2 separate regions of the Oryctolagus cuniculus genome follow, and region 1 is linked to region 2. A link is a contact called in public Hi-C data. All regions are on one chromosome and are shown on one strand. Each heading gives the region's core, a stretch centred on a gene start, on an enhancer-like site or on the middle of the called end of the contact. The rest is flanking DNA. Distances are from core to core; before and after follow the strand shown. Region 1 holds the start of IL26 (interleukin 26). Region 2 has its middle 120 kb from the start of IFNG.

Evidence for each region. A called contact is a pair of places that touch in the nucleus more often than the background predicts.
Region 1: a Hi-C map of an unstated tissue shows a contact between it and region 2, with 2.2 times the contacts expected there. The contact joins the promoter of IL26 here to the enhancer-like site in region 2. A contact is called at or near these places in 2 of 6 Hi-C or Micro-C datasets (ear pinna and an unstated tissue).

What each region holds. Positions count from the first base shown.
Region 1 is chr11:70,586,642-70,591,828 of mOryCun1.1, reverse strand. IL26 (interleukin 26) reads left to right here and starts at 1,285. Exons shown (of 5, transcript XM_002711247.4): 1 at 1,285-1,608; 2 at 1,694-1,750; 3 at 1,929-2,063. The coding sequence starts at 1,438.
Region 2 is chr11:70,378,237-70,383,718 of mOryCun1.1, reverse strand. No RefSeq gene overlaps it. Among named protein-coding and RNA genes, the nearest start is that of IFNG, 120 kb to the left of the region's middle. Within about 2 kb of position 1,933, at least 1 of the 8 cell types and tissues checked has an H3K27ac peak or open chromatin away from gene starts, as enhancers often do.

The DNA of each region.
Region 1 (5,187 bases), core at 36-2,535, 210 kb before region 2:
AAGCCAGAAGCTAGGAGCTTCTTCCGAGTCTCCCACGTGGGTGCAGGGGCCCATGCACTTGGGCCATCTTCTACTGCTTTCCCAGACCATCAGCAGAGAGCTGGATTGGGAATGGAGCAGCCAGGACATAAACCGGCACCCATTAGGGATGCTGGCACCATAGGCAGAGGCTTAGCCTACTATGCCACAGCATCGGCCTCTGTAATAATGCATTTGAATGAACTTTTTGAGGCCCCTTGTATGTTGGGGATTTATCCTAAATGAACCATTTAATGTTCAGCCCTGATGGTTGTAGATGCAGGACCCTAGTAAAAACTTGTGAAGTGAGTATATTGAAAAGCAAGCAGCTGGGGCAGCACCTCATGAGGAGCAAAGGAACTCTTCATTCCATCAATGTTGGATGCGCTTATTCAGATGCGGCACTGGGGAGAAGATGATTAGATTGGCTCGTTTTCCACAAGGAATTCTCACTCTGTTGGAAGTCCAGGCACAGGGCAACCTGGCGCTAAAGTTGGACAGAGTTAATAGAATAACTATTCATCTGTGGACCTTAATCCAGGTCCATTTCCAAGCATATCTTGAGTGTGTTGGGAAGTTTCTGGGCTAGAAAATGTGTTGCTGTGAGCTGCAGAGTGATGGATTCCAGGGAAAGAAGAGGAATCTTGCAAAGAATAAACAGAAAATCCATCTGGGGTCAGGAGCAGGTTTCACCCTGCTCCTCTCCCCTTTGCTAACATTGTCAGGGATGCTTGTTTGGAGATTCTTCACATGGGGCTTTAAAAACGAGCATACAGGGTTGGGCACATGGCCTTGTGGTCAAGGCACCTGTGTCCCATATCAGAGTGCCGGGGATCAGTTCCCAGCTGACTCCAGCTTCCTGCTAATGCAGATCCTGAGAGGCAGTAGTGTTGGCTCAGGTGATTAGGTTCCTGCCACAATGTGGGAGACCTGGATTGAACGGCTTTCGGGCTACTGCAGGCATTTGAGGAGTGAAGCAGCAGATAGATGCTCTGTCTCTCTGCTTTTCAGATAAATAAATAAGTGAAGAAAATATCAGTGCACAGCGTCCTAGAGATCATGCTTTCTTATTGCCATGGCAGGACTTTTAAAAACTATGACACCTGCTGTAATATGCAACTTTAGTTCTGAAGTTTTGGGGACATGGGGACCCAATGTTAGCAGTAACTGAAGCTTTCTCATAATGTCACAGGTGGTGTGGTCAACATTTTTTTGATTAGGATGAAAGCTCTAAAAAAAAAAAAAAATTGAGCAGCCAAAGAGGTTTTCCTCTATATTAACTGTACGTCATCCCTCAAAGCATCTCACTAGAGAGGCAGTTTTGAGGGCTGAAGCAAGTAAGATATCCTCTCATCTAACCAACCTGAGTGGCTTTCTGGCTTCTGTGAGTGACACAAGCCCAGAGTGCAGTGCAGGGAAATGTGGGTGAAATGCACTGTGGGGTCTGGATGGCTGCTGGTCACTCTGTCTCTTGCCATTGCTTCACACAAGCCATCTTTCATCACCAAAAACTGCTACTCCTGGGATTCTCTGTCCCAAGCCATCGACACTCTGTATGTCAAGGCAGCACAGCTCAAAGAGACAGTCCCAGTAAGTACTAAGCTCTGCTGAGAGTGAGGGCCCCAAGGATGTTTCTAATCCAGGACAAAATTTAATTTTCTTTCTTTTATTGCAGGAAGACAGCATTAAAAATGTACGATTATTAAAAAAGAACACAAAAGAGCTGTTTTTGGTAAGCATGAAAGTCTTTTTTCTTTTTGTGTTTCTACTTGTTTGACTTTTTTCCTCCTGTGTTTTAATTTTTCCAGATAGTAATAATTAAGTAATAATCAGAGGGATGTATCCATGACATTAGAATAATTCCAAGATTCATGGTTTACCTTTTGCAATTTATTGTATCTTATTTGCAGACAAACTGCAGATTCCAAGAACAGCTTCTGTCCTTCTTCATGGACGATGTTTTTGGTCAACTCCAATTCCAAGCTTTCAACGAAACTGACTTTGTGGAAGACTTTCATTGTTTTAGGCAGAAATTGAGCCGTTGTGTAAGTATGCAGCAACTGTGGTGAGGGTGGTCCTAGAAATGTGTCTAGAAAACAGCCTAGAAAGCTGTCTCCCTGCAGCGGGGAGTAGGAAAACTTCCTGACTGTCGGCTGGCTGTCCATGTGGACAGTCCATCCCTGGGAAAAGAACATCAAAGAGCCACACATAACTCACAGTGCCACCGTTTATTATTTCTTAAAGAATAGCACATATGGTATATTGGGGTGAGCTAAACTAACATGGAATGGTCCTCAAATCAATATGTATTTTAAAATCATTCTCTTATTATATGATTCCCAAGTCATTCATTCATTCATTTTTTTTGACAGGCAGAGTGGACAGTGAGAGAGAGAGACAGAGAGAAAGGTCTTCCTTTGCCGTTGGTTCACCCTCCAATGGCCGCCGTGGCCGGCACGATGCGGCCAGCGCACCGCGCTGATCTGATGGCAGGAGCCAGGTACTTATCCTGGTCTCCCATGGGGTGCAGGGCCCAAGCACTTGGGCCATCCTCCACTGCACTCCCTGGCCACAGCAGAGAGCTGGCCTGGAAGAGGGGCAACCGGGACAGAATCCGGCGCCCCAACCGGGACTAGAACCTGGTGTGCCGGCGCCGCAAGGCGGAGGATTAGCCTAGTGAGCCACGGCGCTGGCCATTCATTCATTTTTATAAATATTTATTTTATTTTATTTGAATGTCAGAGTTACAGAGAAAAAGGGAGAGACATACAAAAAGAGATCTTCTATTCACTGGTTCACTCCTCATTTGGCTGCAATGGCCAGGGCTGGGCCATGCTGAAGCCGGGATCCAGGAGCTTCATCCTGGTTTCCCATGTGGGTGGCAGGGATCCGAACACTTGGGCCATCCTACACTGCTTTTCCAAACCATTAGCAGGGAGCTGGACTGGAAGTAGAGCAGCCGGGACATGAACTGGTGTTCAAATGGAATTTTGGTGTTGCAGGATGCCCCCCATGCCACAATACTGCCCCCATTGCATAAATTTATTTATATTTCATTTTCTCCAAGCTGCTTGTGATTATCAGTCCCTCCCTCCCAACACACCCCCTCCCCAAGTAAGAGAATTTTTGTCATTGCAATACTTGGCAAGGGGCTAGGGATTAAGATGCTGGTTGAGATGCCTGGGTCCCCTATCAGAGTTCCTGGGTTCAGTCCCAGGCTTTGGCTCCTGATGTCAGCTTCCTGACAGTTGAGACCCTGGGAGGCAGTGGGGATGGCTCAGGTAGTCTGCTGCCCATGTAGGAGACCTAGATGGGGCTCTTGGCTCCCAGCTTTGGCCTGGCTCAGCAGGCATTTGGGAATGAACTAGTGGATGGGAGTGACTTCTGTCTCTCTGTATGTCTCTTTCTCAGCCTCTTAAGTAAGTGCATGAATAAATAATACTGAAAAGACTTGATGATAAGGAGAATGAGGGGCTTGATACTGGGGGAATGCCAAAGCTTATGGCTATCAGTATAGGATGGAATGGAGTCTTCCGAGGAGAGAAGACAGATCTGCACATTTCAGTATCTGGAAGACAAGGGCCCTCTGCAGGCTTTTTTATCTGGGATTTTAAAGCTGTACCTTTTTCCTTTTTTTGCTAGAATTCTTGGTTCTTCCGTGTTGGTGCTTCCCATTGCACTAGCCATTCGATTTAATTTGATGTTATTCTAACTGAAGTTGTTAATGATGGTGGGGCCTTACAAAAAGTCCTTGCCAGGCTCAGTATTGTGTCCGGACAACTGGAATTCCAAAATGCATGTCTGTTCTTATGACTGATTTGGTTTCTTTGGCTCAAACAGCTAGAGAGCTCCTACTGATAGTGATAGCCCAAACTCAGCAGTATGCTAGATGAACACTTAGATGTGCTCTGCTTTTGGATAAATTTTTCCCAAAGGAATCTCCATCTGTTCCCACGGATGCTTTGAGAGACTTGACTCCTGGTAGCCAGGAGCATGTCACACCTTGCTTAGTTGTGTCGCTTACCAAAGGGGCTGGCTCCCCCTTGTGGCCGAATACAGTCACATCATCCTATCGGCTCCCCCAGGGCTGCCTGACTCAGGGCCTCCCTATATAGACTCATTGCGAGCCAGAGTTAACCTGTTTTGCAAACTATAGAGCTCATGCCCTAGGATAAACCAACCACCTCAGTGATACAGAAAGTGATAAGATTAGCCTGCGATTCAGAAAGCCTCTCCACACATTGCTTTAGGGAAATAGGTACTGATCTTGTGTTTAATTATTTGGCCAATCATAATTTTATATGTTTGGCAAAAGAAGCTGATATTTGTTTCCTGTAAACTTACTGAGATTCTGCTGTGTGAGGAATTCTTTTTTGACAGGCAGAGTTAGACAGTGAGAGAGAGAGACAGAGAGAAAGGTCTTCCTTCCGTTGGTTCACCCCCAAATGGCCACCACAGCCAGCACACTGCGCCGATCTGAAGCCAGGAGCCAGGTGCTTCTTCTGGTCTCCCATGTGGGTGCAGAGCCCAAGCACTTGGGCCATCCTCCACTGCCCTCCTGCCACAGCAGAGAGCTGGACTGGAAGAGGGGCAACCGGAACAGAATGCGGCGCCCTGACTGGGACTAGAACCCAGGGTACTGGTGCCGCAGGCGGAGGATTAGCATAGTGAGCTGTGGCGCCAGCCATGAGGAATTCTGAACTAGTGGTTGGGGCAGTGCTTAGCAGGGAGAAGTTATACAATGTGGGTGGAACTGGGGTCATTATGTCAGATGAAATAAGCCTGGCACAGAAAGACGAGTCCCCATGATCTTGTTCATGGGCAGAATCCAACAAAGCTGATCTTAAGGTGGCTGACGGTAGAACCTTCTTACCAGAGAGTGGGGTGAGTAGGGGAGAAGGATGGGGAAAGGTACTAAGTTACATTTGGTAGGAGAGCATTCTGATATCTTGTTGCACAGTAGGGGGGCTATAGATAATGAAAACATACTGTGTATACACACACACACACACACACACACACTTATTTGGCAGGTAGAGTTAGACAGTGAGAGAGAGAGAGACAGAGAGAAAGGTCTTCCTTCCCTTGGTTCACCCCCTAAATGGCCGCTACGGCTGGCACTGCGCCAATCTGAAGCCAGGAACCGGGTGCTTCCTCCTGGTCTCCCAC
Region 2 (5,482 bases), core at 684-3,183:
TATTCAATATGAATACACACACACACTCTCTCTCTCTCTCACACACACACACACACACAATCACCTTTAGGTAAAGTTACTAATAATTTAGCAACACTGTGTTTTCAATCACCCTGTTCAGAATTCTACAGCATATATCTCTATGGGATATGCGTGTTTTAGTCATTAGGATGTTCTTTTCTACACAAAAATTCTGCCCTAGGTTCACGATGACTGTATAATACTTAGCTTGTTGTTGAGCATGTTAAGCTGATAGACAACTGACGTTTCTGTATTCTGCTGCCCTAGCAGATGCTGATGGATAAAAATCACCCTAATTCATTAAAAGATCCTGTTTTTTTTTAAAGATTTTTATTTATTTATTTGAGAGGTAGAGTTACAGACAATGAGAGGGAGAGATGGAGACAAAGGTTCTCCTTCCGCTGGTTCACTCCCCAAATGACCACAAAGGCAGGAGCAGCACCGATCTGAAGCCAGAAGCCAGTGCTTCTTCCCAGTCTCCCATGTGGGTGCAGGGGCCCAGGGACTTGGACCATCCTCTACTGCTTTCCCAGGCCGTAACCCAGAGCTGGATTGGAAGAGGAGCAGCTGGGACTAGAACCGGCATCCATATGGGATGCCAGCACCGCAGGCGGAGGATTAACCTACTGTGCCACGGCGCCAGCCCAGAAGATCATGTTTTTAAAAGTAGATTCTTTAATAGCAACCAGAGGAAGCTCTGACACCTGTTGGCTCAGTGCACAGGATCATAAAGTCATTCCCAGTTTTTCTTAATTACTATATCTATGTTGTCACTTTTAATTTTTTTATAAAGGTAACAAAAGATATTTGTAAAGATAAGAAACAGAAGATAAAAGTAGTGGCAGTTTGATCATCCACACACAAAATCTCTATTTTACCATTTTTTGCATTTGCACTGATCAATATCAACTAGAAAAATACTACATATATGAGCAAAATAATTGTATCTCAATGTTGGGTTATCTTTCATCATGCTGATGATGCTTGTAGGTTTTGTATGTTTGTTGACTAGTTATATAATCAATAAATATGATTTTTAATTTTCCTATTGTACTTTATTTTGTGTTTATTTATATTTTCCTCTTTTTTAGTGTGGAGTTTTTGTCAACTAATGTGAACTCGTAATACAATAGTTACTAATGTTTCTGGGATTTTCTGTAGGTATTTTCACCATTTGATTCCAGTGTCATCATTTTCAATGTTTATGTATTTTTAGTTTTAGATTTTTATAAAGTTGGATCCAGGACTTTGGAAGGATTACTTTTTTTTTTTTTTTTTTTTTGACAGATAGAGTTAGACAGTGAGAGAGAGAGACAGAAAAAAGGTCTTCCTTCCGTTGGTTCACCCTCCAAATGGCCACTATGGCCGGCACTGCACCGATCCAAAGCCAGGAGCCAGGTGCTTCTTCCTGGTCTTCCATGTGGGTGCAGGGGCCCAAGCACTTGGGTCATCCTCCACTGCCTTCCCGGGCCACAGCAGAGAGCTGGACTGGAAGAGGAGCAATCGGGACTAGAACCTGGCGCCCATATGGGATGCCAGCACCGCAGGCAGATGATTAATCAAATGAGCCATGGAGCCAGCTCCAGCAGGATTACTTTGTATGTATAAATTTATTTGAAAAAAGTGTTGTCTTTAGATTATAGGCTTAACAAATAGTCATGATACATAATAATACTTTTTTGGAATATACTGAAAAATGTTAGAATTGGGGAAATCTAAGCAGGTTTGTTAATAAAGTGAATAATTGGTCAGCATAGCCACTTGGACTCTTTGGTCCAAGTTCCACAGTCAGAGGCTGCTTTGTCATTATTCATTCTCAGGATCGTAATTTCATGAGCATAATATTATCACATCATTTTCTACCAGAAGGAGCAGACTAAAATTAACTACTGTGTAGGCACTAGAAATTGAGTGTTCCAAAAGGCAGAAGAATTCATCAGTAAGGAATGCAGGTTTTACCATACTTCCACACCTGCATGCTTTCTTCCCTCTGCCTCAAACTTCCGTCTTTCTGCTTCTCTGCCTCCACTTCCTTCAGATCCATCAAGGTCCTGGTCATAGGTAACCTTTTTTGCTGCTCTTTAAAGACTCTGGCCTCCTTTTTAACCCTGAGTTAAAAGGGTTAAAAGCCTTGCTTGTCCTTTTATGATTAGCTTGTCTCTTTGAATTAGAACTGCTTGCATGTGCTTCCATTCCATATGTGCTGAGACTGAAGCTTTCCTCTTTTAACAGCCCAAATGCTCAAAATCAAGGATAGACTTCAGAATATATTTATTGAATGAGCATCTAAGTAAATAAAAGGAAATGATGGCATTTCACAAACATTTCTGTAGGGAAAAATGTTGAGACAACAATCTCTAGGAATTGTTTTATATGCTTGATACATTGCAAAGCCATGTAATTGAACTTGGTGAAATGCGCAATCACTAGGAGCTGGTTGTAAGTACGCGCATGTGTTTTCAGGCAGTAATTTCCTCCTACGATGTCAAGATGACGTGTGTGGGTTAGGTGGTTCATCACCTTTGTTTCAGTACAGATAAACACCACAGTTTTCCAAATAATGCTCAGCTTTAGGAAACATCAGTCTAAATTGCACAGCAGCCAATAGGTAACTTTGTGAGCTGGCGGAAAATGGCGCCACCAAGCTGGACTTTCCCGAGTGGAAGTCCCTTGTGCTAAATGGAAACTGCAGAGTCTGCCTGTGAAAAACACGTACATGTCAGCAGAACTGACTTCAAGAGTGGACGAGGTTGGGGATTCTTTTCACGGTATTCACTTCCTCCAAAATATCGTCCTTGCGTGCCTGCAAAGGGGTCTCATACTCCTTGTCTTCTTCTTTTAAGTGTGTTAAGAGCAATTAAAGCATTTTGACCTAGAAGATTGATTAGACATGTGTTGGGTTATGGTTGTCTTTTAAACTTTTTAAAAATGTATTTGAAAGGCGGTGGGAGGAGGGTCTTCCATCCACTGGTTTACCCCCAAAATAGCTAACATGGTTAGAGCTGGGCCAGGTCAAGACCATGAGCCAGAAGCTTCATCTGGGGGTCCCATGTGAGTGGCAGGGGCCCAAGCACTTGGTCCATCTTCCACTGCTTTCCAAGGCACATTAGCAGGGAGTTGGATTGCAAGTGGAGCAGGCAGAATTCTAGTGACCACATGGGATGCTGGTGTCACAGGTGGCTATTTTACCTGCCATGCCACAGCCCTGGCCTCTAGGATTGTCTTTTAAACCACTCAGTACGAATGACCACCATACCCTGAACATATTGCAAACCCCTGGTAAAAGAAAACTCGAGTGCGTGCTGAATATCAATAGCAGTAGCTGTGAACCCAACCCTAAATTTTTAGTTCTGTGTGTCTGATTATGCCTTGGCTCTTTTTTTTTTTTTTCCTCAATGCTTTCTGAGTCTCCACTTCAGGGGAGATTTAAGTTGTCTTTGGCATCACTTCCAGTATGTTTTTGGCCCTGAGACTTGATGGCCTTGTTGTGCCCCGGAATGAGTGGAGCTTCTCCCAGCTTACTGTGGCATGAGTTAAGACTAACCCTGCAAGGGGTTTTTGATAGGAGAATAACGGCTGCATGTGCCTGCTTCAAGGGAGACCAGTTTCTTGGACAAAGGTTGATTATTGCATTTTTCTGGCATTTTGACCAAATATATAAATTAGGGATGCCATAGTGTTTCATGTGTGACAGTAAAATAGAGGAATGTGTATTATAAGGGTTTGTTGAAACTCTCTTATGCCCCAGTGATCATCCCACAATAAAGGAATTTTCTCTATATTCCTCCGAGAGTTTTTGTCTCCAAAATATACTGTATCAAAATATTGCTATTTGTGAACAAGTAAGAAGAATCTGTTGTGCATTTTAGAAGTGGTGTGCTAAGAAATGATAAAGAATGGGGTAGGCGTTGTAATGCAGTGGTGAGACCTCGACTGGGGACACCAGCATTCCATACCAGAGGGCCTGCTGCATATCTTGGCTTCTCTGCTTTTGGTATAGCTTCTTCTAATGTCACTGGGAAGGCAGTAGTAGTTTTACCGTTAATTTGCATAGTACAACACATTAAGGACAGAGGTCCTACATGGGGAGCAGGTGCACAGTGACTCTCATTGATTTAACAATTGATACTCTTATTTATTTATTATAGATTGGATTTTAAAAGAGGCCTGATTTTTTTTTTGACAGGCAGAGTTAGACAGTGAGAGAGAGAGAGAGAGAGAGAGAGAGGCAGAGAGAAAGGTCTTCCTTCTGTTGGTTCACCCCCCCAAATGGCCCGCTACGGCCGGCGCACTGCAGCCGGCACGTTGCAGCAATCTGAAGCCAGGAGCCAGGTGCTTCCTCCTGGTCTCCCATGTGAGTGCAAGGCCCAAGCACAAGGGCCATCCTCCACTGCCTTCCCGGGCCACAGCAGAGAGCTGGACTGGAATAGGAGCAACTGGGACAGAATCTGGCGCCCCAACCGGGACTAGAACCTGGGGTGCCGGCACCTCAGGCGGAGGATTAGCCAAGTAAGCTGCGGCACCAGCCAAGGCCTGCTTTTCTTAAGTACAAGGTTATTCAATATTTCTCTATTCCTTACTGAATATGCTATGGTAGCACATATTATTGAGAAATTTATACAGTTTTATCAAGATTGTCAAGTCTATTAACATAAAGTTTTTCAAGATACTTCTTTTCTTCACTCTCCATATTGGTAGAATTTGTGATGCCACTTCTCTTATTCCTGAGACCAGTAGTTGATGCTTTCTCTTTCTGTTTTTCTGATCTGTCTTGAGAGAGGTTTATCATTTTTTATTTTCTCAAGAAGAAAATTTTTTCTTCTGTTGTTTCTTTTTCTATCACTTTCTGTTCTCTATTTCTCTGCTTTCCACTTTGACCTTAATTTTTTTCTTTCTTCTTTTTACTTTGGATTTTATTTGAACTCCTTTTTCTAGTTTCTTAACGCAGAGTCTGATGTCATTAATTTCAAGCCTTTCTTCTTTTCTAACATAGGTGATTTAGTTCTGTGAATTCAGCTACATCTTTTTTTTTTCTTTTAAAGATTTATTTATTTAATCTGAGAGGCAGAGTTACAGACAGAAGGAGAGAGAGAGAGAGAGAGAGAGAGAGAGAGAGAGAGATCTTCCATCTGCTGGTTCATTCCCCAAATGGCAGTAATGGCCAGAGCTAGGCTGATCAGAAGCCAGGAGCCAGAAGCTTCTTCTGGGTCTCCTGTGTGGGTGCAGAGGCCCTAGCACTTGGGCCATCTTCCACTGTTTTCCCAGGCCATCAGCAGGGGAGCTGGATTAGAAGTGGAGCAGCCAGGACTCGAACTGGCACCCATATGGGATGTTGGCTCCATAGGCAGAGGCTTAATCTACTATGCCACAGTGCCGACACTTAAGCTGCATCTTACAAAGTTTGGTACTTTATGTTTTTAATTTCACTCCATCCAAAATGCTTCCTAATTTTGCTTTTGAT